2 separate regions of the Mus musculus genome follow, and region 2 is linked to region 1. The links are chromatin contacts, called in public promoter capture Hi-C maps. All regions are on one chromosome and are shown on one strand. Each heading gives the region's core, a stretch centred on a gene start, on an enhancer-like site or on the middle of the called end of the contact. The rest is flanking DNA. Distances are from core to core; before and after follow the strand shown. Region 1 holds the start of Lncenc1 (long non-coding RNA, embryonic stem cells expressed 1). Region 2 holds the start of Tmem171 (transmembrane protein 171).

What was found. Promoter capture Hi-C pulls out the DNA fragments that hold promoters and counts their contacts.
Region 2: a contact with region 1 is called in a promoter capture Hi-C map of liver, with 3 times the contacts expected there. The contact joins the promoter of Tmem171 here to the promoter of Lncenc1 in region 1. A contact is called at or near these places in 2 of 39 promoter capture datasets (both in liver).

The regions. Positions count from the first base shown.
Region 1 is chr13:97,432,757-97,438,023 of GRCm38.p6, forward strand. It overlaps Lncenc1 (long non-coding RNA, embryonic stem cells expressed 1), which reads left to right and starts at 2,214. Exons shown (of 2, transcript NR_110432.1): 1 at 2,214-2,336.
Region 2 is chr13:98,693,482-98,698,526 of GRCm38.p6, forward strand. It overlaps Tmem171 (transmembrane protein 171), which reads right to left and starts at 1,361. Exons shown (of 4, transcript NM_001373965.1): 1 at 1,325-1,361.

The DNA of each region.
Region 1 (5,267 bases), core at 964-3,463:
TGACCGACAATGGCCTTACCATCCACCTGCTCTTGAGGTTGTGCCTCTGTGCTTTTGTAATCAGATCTGGGTTGAGCCTTCTGGAGAGAGACCGTCTAGAAGTGACTGGGGTTCTCTTTAGTGTCTTAGCAGGTGGCACAGATCACAAAGCTGATGACATTCCTGGTGACCACTCCTTTAGCTTCCTGTCTGCTAGGCTTCCTTAGCTAAAAGCCATTCTTTTCTCTCCTGAATCTGTTAAGCATTTAGCAGGGAAGGCTCTTGCTCTCCCACTCCCATCCCCCTACCCCGATCTTGCCCTGCATCAAGCTTCCAATCGGTTTCTGGCTTCAGAATGAATTCATAGTTGCCCATTTCATCCAACGAATTTTCATCTACTAATAGTATGATTTTTTGATGCTCATATTGTCCTTCAGTGGCCAGTGGGAGTTCAGTCAGGCTGATGTTTGTTCCTTTAACATCTCTATCTTTCTTCTTGAGCGCATCCTTTTTGGCATAGCAAGATAGTATCTTCATCTGACTTTTTCTAAGTTTCTGTTTTGGATTCAGTTGTTTGTTCAGGAGGCTCTGGTTTCCTGGAATAGAGGATGGTACTGAAAAGTCAGTGTCTGGGGGCCAGGGATGCGGCTCCACTGGGAGAGTCCTTGCCAGCACAGATGAAGACCTCCACTTAGATCCATCACAAATGTATGGTATACTAGGATGTGCCTGCAATCCCAGCACCCAAGAAGCAGGAGAAAGAGGGTCAGAACTTCAAAGATGTCCCAAGATCCAACACAGTGGGTATGAGGCCAGCCTGGGATACATGAAACTTTGAAAATATCACCCTTTAGCATCCCTTTTTCCTAAATACTTCATTACAGAGCAATAAGTTATTTCCCCAGCACTTAGGAGGCATAGGCAGGTGGATTTCTGAGTTTGAGGCCAGCCTGCTCTACAGAGTGAGTTCCAGGACAACCAGGGCTACACAGAGAAACCCTGTCTCGAAAAACAAACAAACAAACAAACAAACAAACAAGCAAAAGTTATTTCATGAAACGAGCCAAATTAAGCCAGATTAGAGTATATCTAAAGGCAGGTTATTGGAAAACCTTTCCTGGGTTAGTGAGTTCACCGATCCCAAGGATAGAGGCCAGGAAAGTCACCGTGGGGAGGGAGACAGAAGGGAGGGAGATATGCCAGCGGAATGTGTAGAGGATATGTAGAGGGTAGGTAGAGACCCAGGTTGAGACTGAAGGATGCTGGGAGAACCTGAAGGCCAGATCCACTTTGGTATGTTAAATATGCACCTCAACGCTTTGTCCACGGTCTGAAAACCAACACAGAGTAATGCTTAGTTTTGTATTTATCTTTATCCATTGAACACTATTCATATTAACATCCATTTCCAATCTAGTCTTTCTGATATCCTTAAAATTCTTCCTTACCTGACTGCCCTCTCTGGATGATGTAACTCTTTACCCATCTGCCATCTCTGCTGCGGGTTTCCTTTTTCAGCTCTCTCCTCTAGCCGCTGGGGCATTGACTTCCCAGGCTGGGTCCTAATTGCACTGCAGGACACCATCTTTCGGCCTAAATGAACATTTACATCCCATCTTCCAAACGTCTTTGCCCTGTTTTGGCTCTGACTGAATACCCCAGGCTGCCCCGCATGCCCCTGTGGACACTCGGGTTACCCGGCTTAGGCTCTTTAATATCAGTCTACAGGGTTACAGATAGATACCTGCTCCTCCCTGAAACTCCTAGAAGTCAGTGTGACTCAGCACATTTTTAAGGGTCTTCCTGGGACTGTACAAAAACTCTGTGTGTGGGGGGGGGGGCTAAGCTAGGAGAAAAATGACAAATAATAATCAAATCTGACCAACAAAATAGACAAACATGGTCCCGGGGGATGGAGAGGAAGGTTGTGGCATCAGCCCCTAGGCTCACTTACCTGTGAAGTGTCTGCAGGAGTGAGGAGGGAGCCATGGTAAGAGGGGGGCAGTTTTCTACATATATCCTGTGATTTCTGCTCTAGATATCTCGATTAAGAAATAAATGAATAAATTGGGGACTCGGCCAATGGCTCAGTGAGAGGGAACTGATGAGAGAGGCTTCTGGCAGACCAGGTGACTTCAGGAGGAAAAAAAAAATTAATTCAATTTCATCGAGTGCATTTCCTCTGGACCCAGGAATCACAGGAAATGCAATGTCTTTGAAAGGATGGAGTAGATTTCATTTTCTAGCGATCACTTTCCTTCTGCTGGTGACACACTGTTACTTCAAAGGCCTGGACCGGGGCGTGTTTCCTGTAAGGGTGAGCAGATTTGAATGACCGCTCAGGATGGACCTGCTCTGTAAGCACCCACCCCATGGGGCAGGCAATCTTGGGAATTACTGCTTTCCCGGCCCCTGCCTGCTGGGCTCGGGGCCTGGTGAGGTGATGGGGGTGGGGTAGGGGATTTCACAGTTCCCTAGCTCAATTAGGAGACAAAGCAGGATTGTTCTTAGCTTTGTTTTACGGAATTTCAATTGGGGGGGGGGTGTAAAAAAGATTCCCCGAGGACGCAAAACCCTAAATTGTTCTTGCTTTATCTTCTTGTTAAAATGTGTTGTGCATTCCTGGGCTGGAAGGCAGAGGAAATAAAGCTTCGCCGCTACCCCACGCGCCCTTCCCTATCTAGCCCTGTCAGGTCCCAAGTATTTGAGGGAGTTCTAATTACAGAGGAAACAGACTCCCTATCTGGTCTGGACTCTTGTCAGTGGAGAGTGCTCTTAAACGTTCCACATGGATTCAGGGAAATACGATTTGGAGAAGTGCTGATTTTTATTGGGCATGACTAACTCAAGCTGCATCTTTGTATTTTTTTTTCACTCCCTTTTAAGAATAATCGCTTCAAAATGATTAATGATGCCTGAAGCCACCGTCCTCACTTCCTGCGGTGAAACGCGGAACTTTTTGTGCATGTCTGGGTTTGTACAAGGGTGGGCTCCCAACTCACTGAGACAGTTTCCCATCCTGTCCAGACAGTTGGGTTATTGTTCAGGAAAGCTGAGTCTCTGGGGGGTGGGGTGGGGGCTGCAGAGAGGGGACCCTGTTCTGTCCCCCTCAGGGAGAAAAGAAAGGCTTCGCTCCAGTTACAGGAGAGTGAAATTGGTTAACCTCTCAAGGTGCCAGGACAAGCTTGTTGCTGGATTAGTTGGGTCCTAATTCTCTCTTCTCTCTCACTCCTTCTTCCCCGCCCCCTTCCCTCTCTCCCGTGTGCGCGCGCACGCGCGTGTGAATTAAGAACAAAACCTTGGTGTCTTTGAAAACCAGTAGAAACAAAAGGTCACCACCCTGCTGGGATGCAGCCATCTCTAGGTCCAGGCAGAGCTCCCCTGCCCCCCGGAACTCCCCAGGGGAGCATCCTGCCTTCTTCCTAGGATCGTCCTGGGAAAGCTGTTGCCTGGTCGTAGCCCGGAGACCGCAAGGATTCTAGCTCTAGCCGAGTCCCGCCCTCCCATCTCTGCCGGCCTAGGAGATATCTGCGGCAGCTGCAGGGGCCATTTTTTATAAATCGTATTTAGTAAAGACTGTGAGTGATTTTTGTAGATGACAGGAAAGTACTAGAATACTGGTGACTGGTTCCCCTGGTGGATTCTGAGAGGCTAGTTTGTCATGTAAATGTTTGCAACCTTCTGTCCAACTCCTCCATTCTGTCTTTGCATTTCAGTTCTGAGGAAGGCCGACTGGTGAAGTATGTACTAAAAGATTTCCTTTGTGAAGCTCAGTGCAAGCAATAACAATCTCTTCTGCCCATAAGGTATGGAGCGCCTGAGCTTTGGAGGACTGGCCACGTTAGGACTAGCTAGCTTAAAAGAGACAAGAAGGCTAACAAAATTCTCTCCACTAAAGGCGCATGCCAGGCAGTGAGCAGGGCACAAGCTTCTCTCCTGAGCAGATTCATCACAGGAGATGTCGGTGTCCAAGGGATTCATCACGTTAGAGCTTGTGAGCCCCGACTGAGAACAACATCTGCAAAAAAAAAATATGGAAACATGAAGTATTCCTTTAGGGTTACCTTCTATTGAAAAGTCAGGGAGCACACACCTGCAGTCCCAGCACTTGGGAGGCAGTGGGGGGAGGGGCTGCTGGGAGGGGAGCTGATCTCTAGTTTAAGGCATGTCTGGGATAGATAGTGAATATCAAACAAATAAGGAGTCAAGTGTGAGACCAAAATGAACTCCCCCCTCCCCCAGATTCAATAGCCTATCTGTTTTTTCCTGAGCAGTGCTATTCTGGTTGTATAAATCAAATTCTCGGTTTGCAGAACGATTCTGGCATCAAGTGCATTAGAAATAGTGATTTTAGGCAGGGTTCCCAGGGGGTTAGAGCTGGGAGCACTGGTCTTTATGTTAATAGGGAGAGCACCTGCTTGAGCAATCTGGGAACACTGGTTTTCTTCCCACGGTGCCTTCTCCATGTGAATTAATCTGTTAGCTGGTATGTGTGTCAGTTTATTTAGGAACATGTGTGCTGACAATTGGCTCCTGACTGTAAAATAAGGTCTTGGGGGAGATCATGATTAATTGCCTGCCTTACTGTGTGTGTATGTATATGTGCCTTTGATGACAGGCATTATCAGTGCGCATGTGTCTATAAAACTAAAGACAAACTAATGGCAAGCAATTATTAAGACATCGGAAGTGTGAATGAACAGGAAAACTTGGAGTTATCTGGACTTCCATTCTCTTCATGGACCTCGGAGCCAGGGAGATCTTACTTCTGAAATGCAGCATTTTCAGATATAGAACAGGCAGAAAAGTGTTCTTGGAGCTCTTGGAATTATAGGGACACACATTTTATTTAAAAGAAACAGGGCTGCTTAGTACAGTGGCATGTGCTTGCCTGCCAGCCTTCTGTTGGCTAAGGCAAGTTCAAGGCTGGCTTGAGTGCTCTAAGGAGAGCTTACCTCAAAACACAAAACAAAGACGCCAACCAAACCAAACCAAACCAACCAACCAACCCACCAACTAATAAACAACTGCAACAGCAACAACAACAAAACAAACAAAAACCCACAGCAAACAAACAACAAAACAAATACAAACAAAATAAACAAACAGTGCTAGATCTCAAACAGAAGATCTTTACAACAATTATTTGTTTTTCTGCTCTGTTCCAGCCTTCTAAAGCTGTGAATGGTGGTCAGCTCTGTATTCAATGTCTTAACAAGGCAGAGTCCTATTGGTCTCTTATTAAAGCCCAGAACAACAGACAACTGGATAATACAGTTCCCCACAAA
Region 2 (5,045 bases), core at 111-2,610, 1.3 Mb after region 1:
TCAGGTAGGCGGACAGGTGGCAAGTGGCCGTCAGGCACCCTCCTCCACAGTGCCACCTACTTCCACAGAGGCCTAGACACAGTAAACAGAGAGTAGTTACAAAGCACAGAAGGCTAACAAAACTTGCTGGGAAACCAAAAGTGGAACTAAGTGAAAAAGCACCTTCCACGAGTCGACACAAGGTCACGGTGGCACACACCATTAATGGGAGACAGTGGTAGGAGGATCTCTAAGCTTGAGGCCAGCCTGATCTACAGAGTGAGTTCCAAGACAGCCAGAGCTACGTAATAGAGAGACCCTGTCTCAAAATAAAACAAAAACAAAAGAGTATTATTACCTGACCTCGCAAGCAATGGTTAAAGGGCATGCTGGTTCACACAGCACTGATCTTTGAACCATTGACCTTGCCTCAGTCTGGTAAATGGGAGTACAAGACCTCACTGTAGCTCTCACGAACACAATCCAAAGTCAGGAAGGACATAGTCAAACACAGAAAACTTTCAAACATATTCTGCCATTCACATTCATGATCCTCTGACGGAGCTCACAGCTGCAAGACCAAGATCATCTTGCCAGGCTCGTGGGTAAGGAAGGTGAGTTTGGGTGATGGAAGGAGATGGGTGACATTGCTGTCCTAGGAAGTGCTTTTCCCAGGGAGAGTGTGATAGAATCAGAAGGAAGTGGAGAAAAAAAAAAGAAGAAGAAGAAGAAGAAGAAGAAGACGCAGAGGAGTGAAGGATGCATTTCTCTCAAACTTGCAAAAGCCACATTTCATGGTGATGCTAAGATGGAAGACTTAAAGCATCCTGCTAATTTAAAACACATCTTCCCCCAATCACATAATCCCACCGCTGCTTTAACTCACTGGGTTTTTTTGGTGTCTTCAGCTTTGTAGCCAGTCGCTGAGCTTCACCTGTTTTAAGGCAAATTCTCAAACACCAACACAAAAACAGTAGAAGCACCGAACTAGATTTGTACTTTCTTTCACTCCAGGACACCTACTAGAACATGTTTGTCCCTGATCCAAACTAAGGCGAGGATCGCTTCAGCGGCCCCCTTAGGTGCGCTCAAAACACGGACACCCAGGGACAACCAAATAGATGGGAAATTATATACGAAGCCGAACTTTTTCTACTCTAAACTCAGTTTCCTCACAAAGCCAAATCTGCCCTACTAAACGCTCCTTTGCATATTCCAAAAGCCAGACCCAAATCAACGGCACATCTCTTCATCCAAAGCTCTGGAGGGTTGGCAAAGCAAGGCCTGGAGAGGAGAATGTCTTTGCGGGGACTCAGGAGCAGCTGCCTTTCGGGGAGCCCCTTACCTGCGCTGCTGGTCCTGGGACTCTCCGCCACACCCCTGGCTCCACGCACACCCTCTCTGCGCGTCCGGGCGCGGAGGGCGGGCCTCCTCCGTGTGCAGAGAGCCAGGCAGAGCCCGGCTCGCGGGTGCGGCGGCCGGGCAGGGCAGGGCAGGGCTGGCCGGTAGGATCTGGCCGCCACCGGGCGCTGCCCTCCTGAGGCACCGGCGCGCCGCTCCGGAGCACAGAACTAGGGTCAGCTTCGCGGCCCTGGGACCATAAGACTTGGCAGTGCAAGCGAGGGATCGACGTGGGGGGCGGGGGGGAGGCAGATGGGCACGCTCCACCAAGTTGTGGGTGCCAGCGAGTCCAGCTGGGGCTGCGTGAAGTGGCGACACGGAGGCGGGCATCTGAGAAAGGAGCTGGTCCCTTAGCAGCCTAGGTGCAGCGCTCCGGGAGGGGGAAGGGGCCGGCTGAGGAATACCTGAGCCCCGGGGAAGAGCAACAGGGAAAGTCGGGCCACAGTCCACGACCAAGCAGCCCCCCACCCTCAACCCCCGCCATTCTGCCGCCACTGCCAGTCCGAGGGCAGGTGGCCCTTCTACTATACTACTCTGAGACCTTGACGGGAGTCCCGGGACCTAGAACCTCGCAGGTAGTTTTCTACAAGAGGATAATGGGGACCCCCAGGAGTCCCTGAAGAGTGAGGCCGGGGACCTTGTATGCTAACCATTCAACATGATAGCCTAGCTCGTAGACTGAAGCTTATACCCAGCAAGTCCTGTAGTGGGTCACCCCTGTCCCTTCCTGGTCATATATATGCATGCAGCCCTCCTTTGCCATAAAGCACCCTTCCTGGAGCTCTGGAGATTAAACTGTTAACTCTCCCTGCCCTTGAACGGAGTGTCTGATGGGTTTGCTAATCCCCATGCTATTTGTAACCTGCCCCGTGACACTTGACAACTATCCAACTGTGCTAGTTTCCACACCAGAGGTCAGGCCACTGTGAGAGGTAAGTCAAGTGTGCTCTGGACCCAAACACAGAGGCACCCAGAGCTCTGGGGACTTTCCCACCCTTGCCTTTTCTCCCTAGCTTCCTGTCTCCTTGAAAGCCCATCCATTCTTGTTAGCTTCCTGATGGATGAGTTAGGCTTGGTAAGCAGAGGCAAAGAAAGGGGTCACGGTGGGGTCAAAAAGGTTTGGGGACTGGTGGAGTGGGAAGGGTAAGATGGGGGCTCACCAGGGAAGCACATAGCCATGGGGATGTGGTGGGCACACAGGTCTAGCGGGCCAGATGTGGGCTTTCTCACAGTCAGGGTGCTCTGAGCATGGGGTCTCTAACAAGGCAGACTTACATACTGGCTAATATCAGTATCCAGCACCCAGCTGGCTCTGCAGGGAGTTCCTGCCTTCATCTTCAGCCCATGGTCCCCTATTGTGTGTCTTCAGGTCTCTGGGAAGGTTGGGGTCATAAGTGGATGGGGACCTAGCAAACCAGTTCATTAGGTGAAGGAACCGAAAGCCCCACTATATCAGCTTATACGGCGCCAACAGCCAGATGTTCTGAAAGCAACATTCTCTGAGTTCGCCTGTCACCCAGAGAACACACATGCTGTGGACTTGGAAAATGCTTTTATTACATGGTCTTGTGATGCCGGGGGAGAGACCTGTACAGACCCATAAAGGAACTGACCCAAGGACATTGCAGTTATCCGTGTCTTGGGTGGGGATATCTTGGTCAAAGTGTCAAGATATACCAATCATGCTCTGGAAGGGCACCAAGATATGCCCAGTTCATGGGTGGTGGACTAACAGCGGCTATTGCACAACAGCGGCAAGCCCTGAGCTTTCTAAGAACTCAGGCCTTCACATAGGATTAGCCCCCTCTGACCCAGGCCTGCTAACAGCTCTGCACTGTGTTAGATGGGTTCCGTGTCCACTGCCCACCACTCTTCCCTTCCCTTTTATTTGAAAGTCAGTCTCTGGCTGAGTCCTGTGTGGGCCTGTTGATACAGCTGCCCCTCTGGTGCCACATGACTGCGGGCTCGCCACCCATGACAGACTTGAATGTCCTGGCACCAAGGACAATCAGATTAGCTTCCCCTTGGAATAGCCACTGTTTGTGTCTTTTGGAGCCAGCTTGACTATATCAAAGCCTTGGAAACTGATTATCTGTCAAGAATGGCTTCAAGGTGCTGTCTTCAGATCAGGCCTAGTCTTGGGAGAGAGGTGGGAGGGGCAGCATGATCTAAGGCTAGGACTCTTCCCCAGCCGTTAGGTGATGAGAAAACATACATCCAGATGAAACATTGAAAAACAGAATCATACTAAGATTTTAAAACTGCATGAAGCCAGGCATGATAGTGAAAGCCTATAATCCTAGCACTTGGGAAACTGAGAATCATGAGTTCAAGGATAGCCTTGGCTACGTAACAAGTTCCAGGTTTGCCTGGTCTATGTACTGAGACTCTATCACGTAAAACAAAATGATACCGAACAAAATTTGGATCCACCCAGATCCATCCAGTCCCTGAATACAAAAGAGTAAAACAGAAGCGAACATTCATGGATTCACCCGCAAATATTTACTTAGCGTTTATAAAATTCAATGGGGAGACAAAGATTAAGAAAGCTAAGGAGAAGAACACATGAGGGGGGGCTGGAGGGGGCTCTTCTTCATGGTGTGAGTGCCGGAGGTGTCTACACAGGTGGCAACGTGACACAAACTTGATGGGAATGAGGAAGCCACCACTGTCTATTATTGTATAACAAACAGCCCCGGAACTGAAGCTGCTCTCCCACTTACTGCCTCCCACAGTTCCTAAGGATCATAAAGACGGTCAGCTTCTGGGAGTGGCGAAACTGGATGGTTCTGGATTGGGGTCTCTCTCAAGGCTGCAGTCACACTGCAGGGGTGGGGGTGGGGGGCAGAGTGGCAGGGGCTGGGGGCGGGGGCAGCTTCAAGGTGGCTCACATCGCTGTTGCCAAGAATCACTCATTTCAGAGAAATGAAAGTATGCCCTCAGAAAGCAGCAGCTGGCTGTCCCTGCAGAGGAGCAGAAGACATGGAGCGTCTCCCGGAGTCACCTCTGCGATTCCACCATCTTCCTCCACTTCGTTCCAGTCCTCAGGATTGAGCCACTAAACCAAGGGGAAGAGAATTAGGTTTCACATCACAGGATCTGTGAACAAGTTTTATAATATGAGAACGGAAGGAAAGAATACTTTAGGCAGGGATAACAGCAGCAGTGTGAGAGCTAAAGAAATGGCTTAGCACTCTTCCGGAGGACACAGAGGAAAGGTTCAGTTCCCAGGACTCACACTGGGCAGCCCATGACTACTTGTAACTCTAATTCCAGGGGATCTGATACCCTCTTCTGGCCTCTGCAGGCACCAGACACAGGCGGTAGATACACACATGAGCACACGCACATAAATAAAGTAGAAATACACCTTCTAAGCAATAAGGGAACAGAGAGATGGGTCAGCCATTAGTAGCACTTGCAGAGGTCCCAGGTTCAACTCCTAAGGCCTTTATGGCAGCTCACAACTGCCCATAACTGGTTTCAGGGGATTCAATGCCTTCTTCTGGCCTCTGCCGGCACCAGACACACAGCTGACGCACAGACCTACATTAAGGCAAAATACTCATACGTATATACATTCTTTTAACTTAGTTAATTTAAAGGGGGCGGGGAGCTAGGCATGGTGGAACTCGGAAGTACTCAGAAGGCAGAGGCAGGCA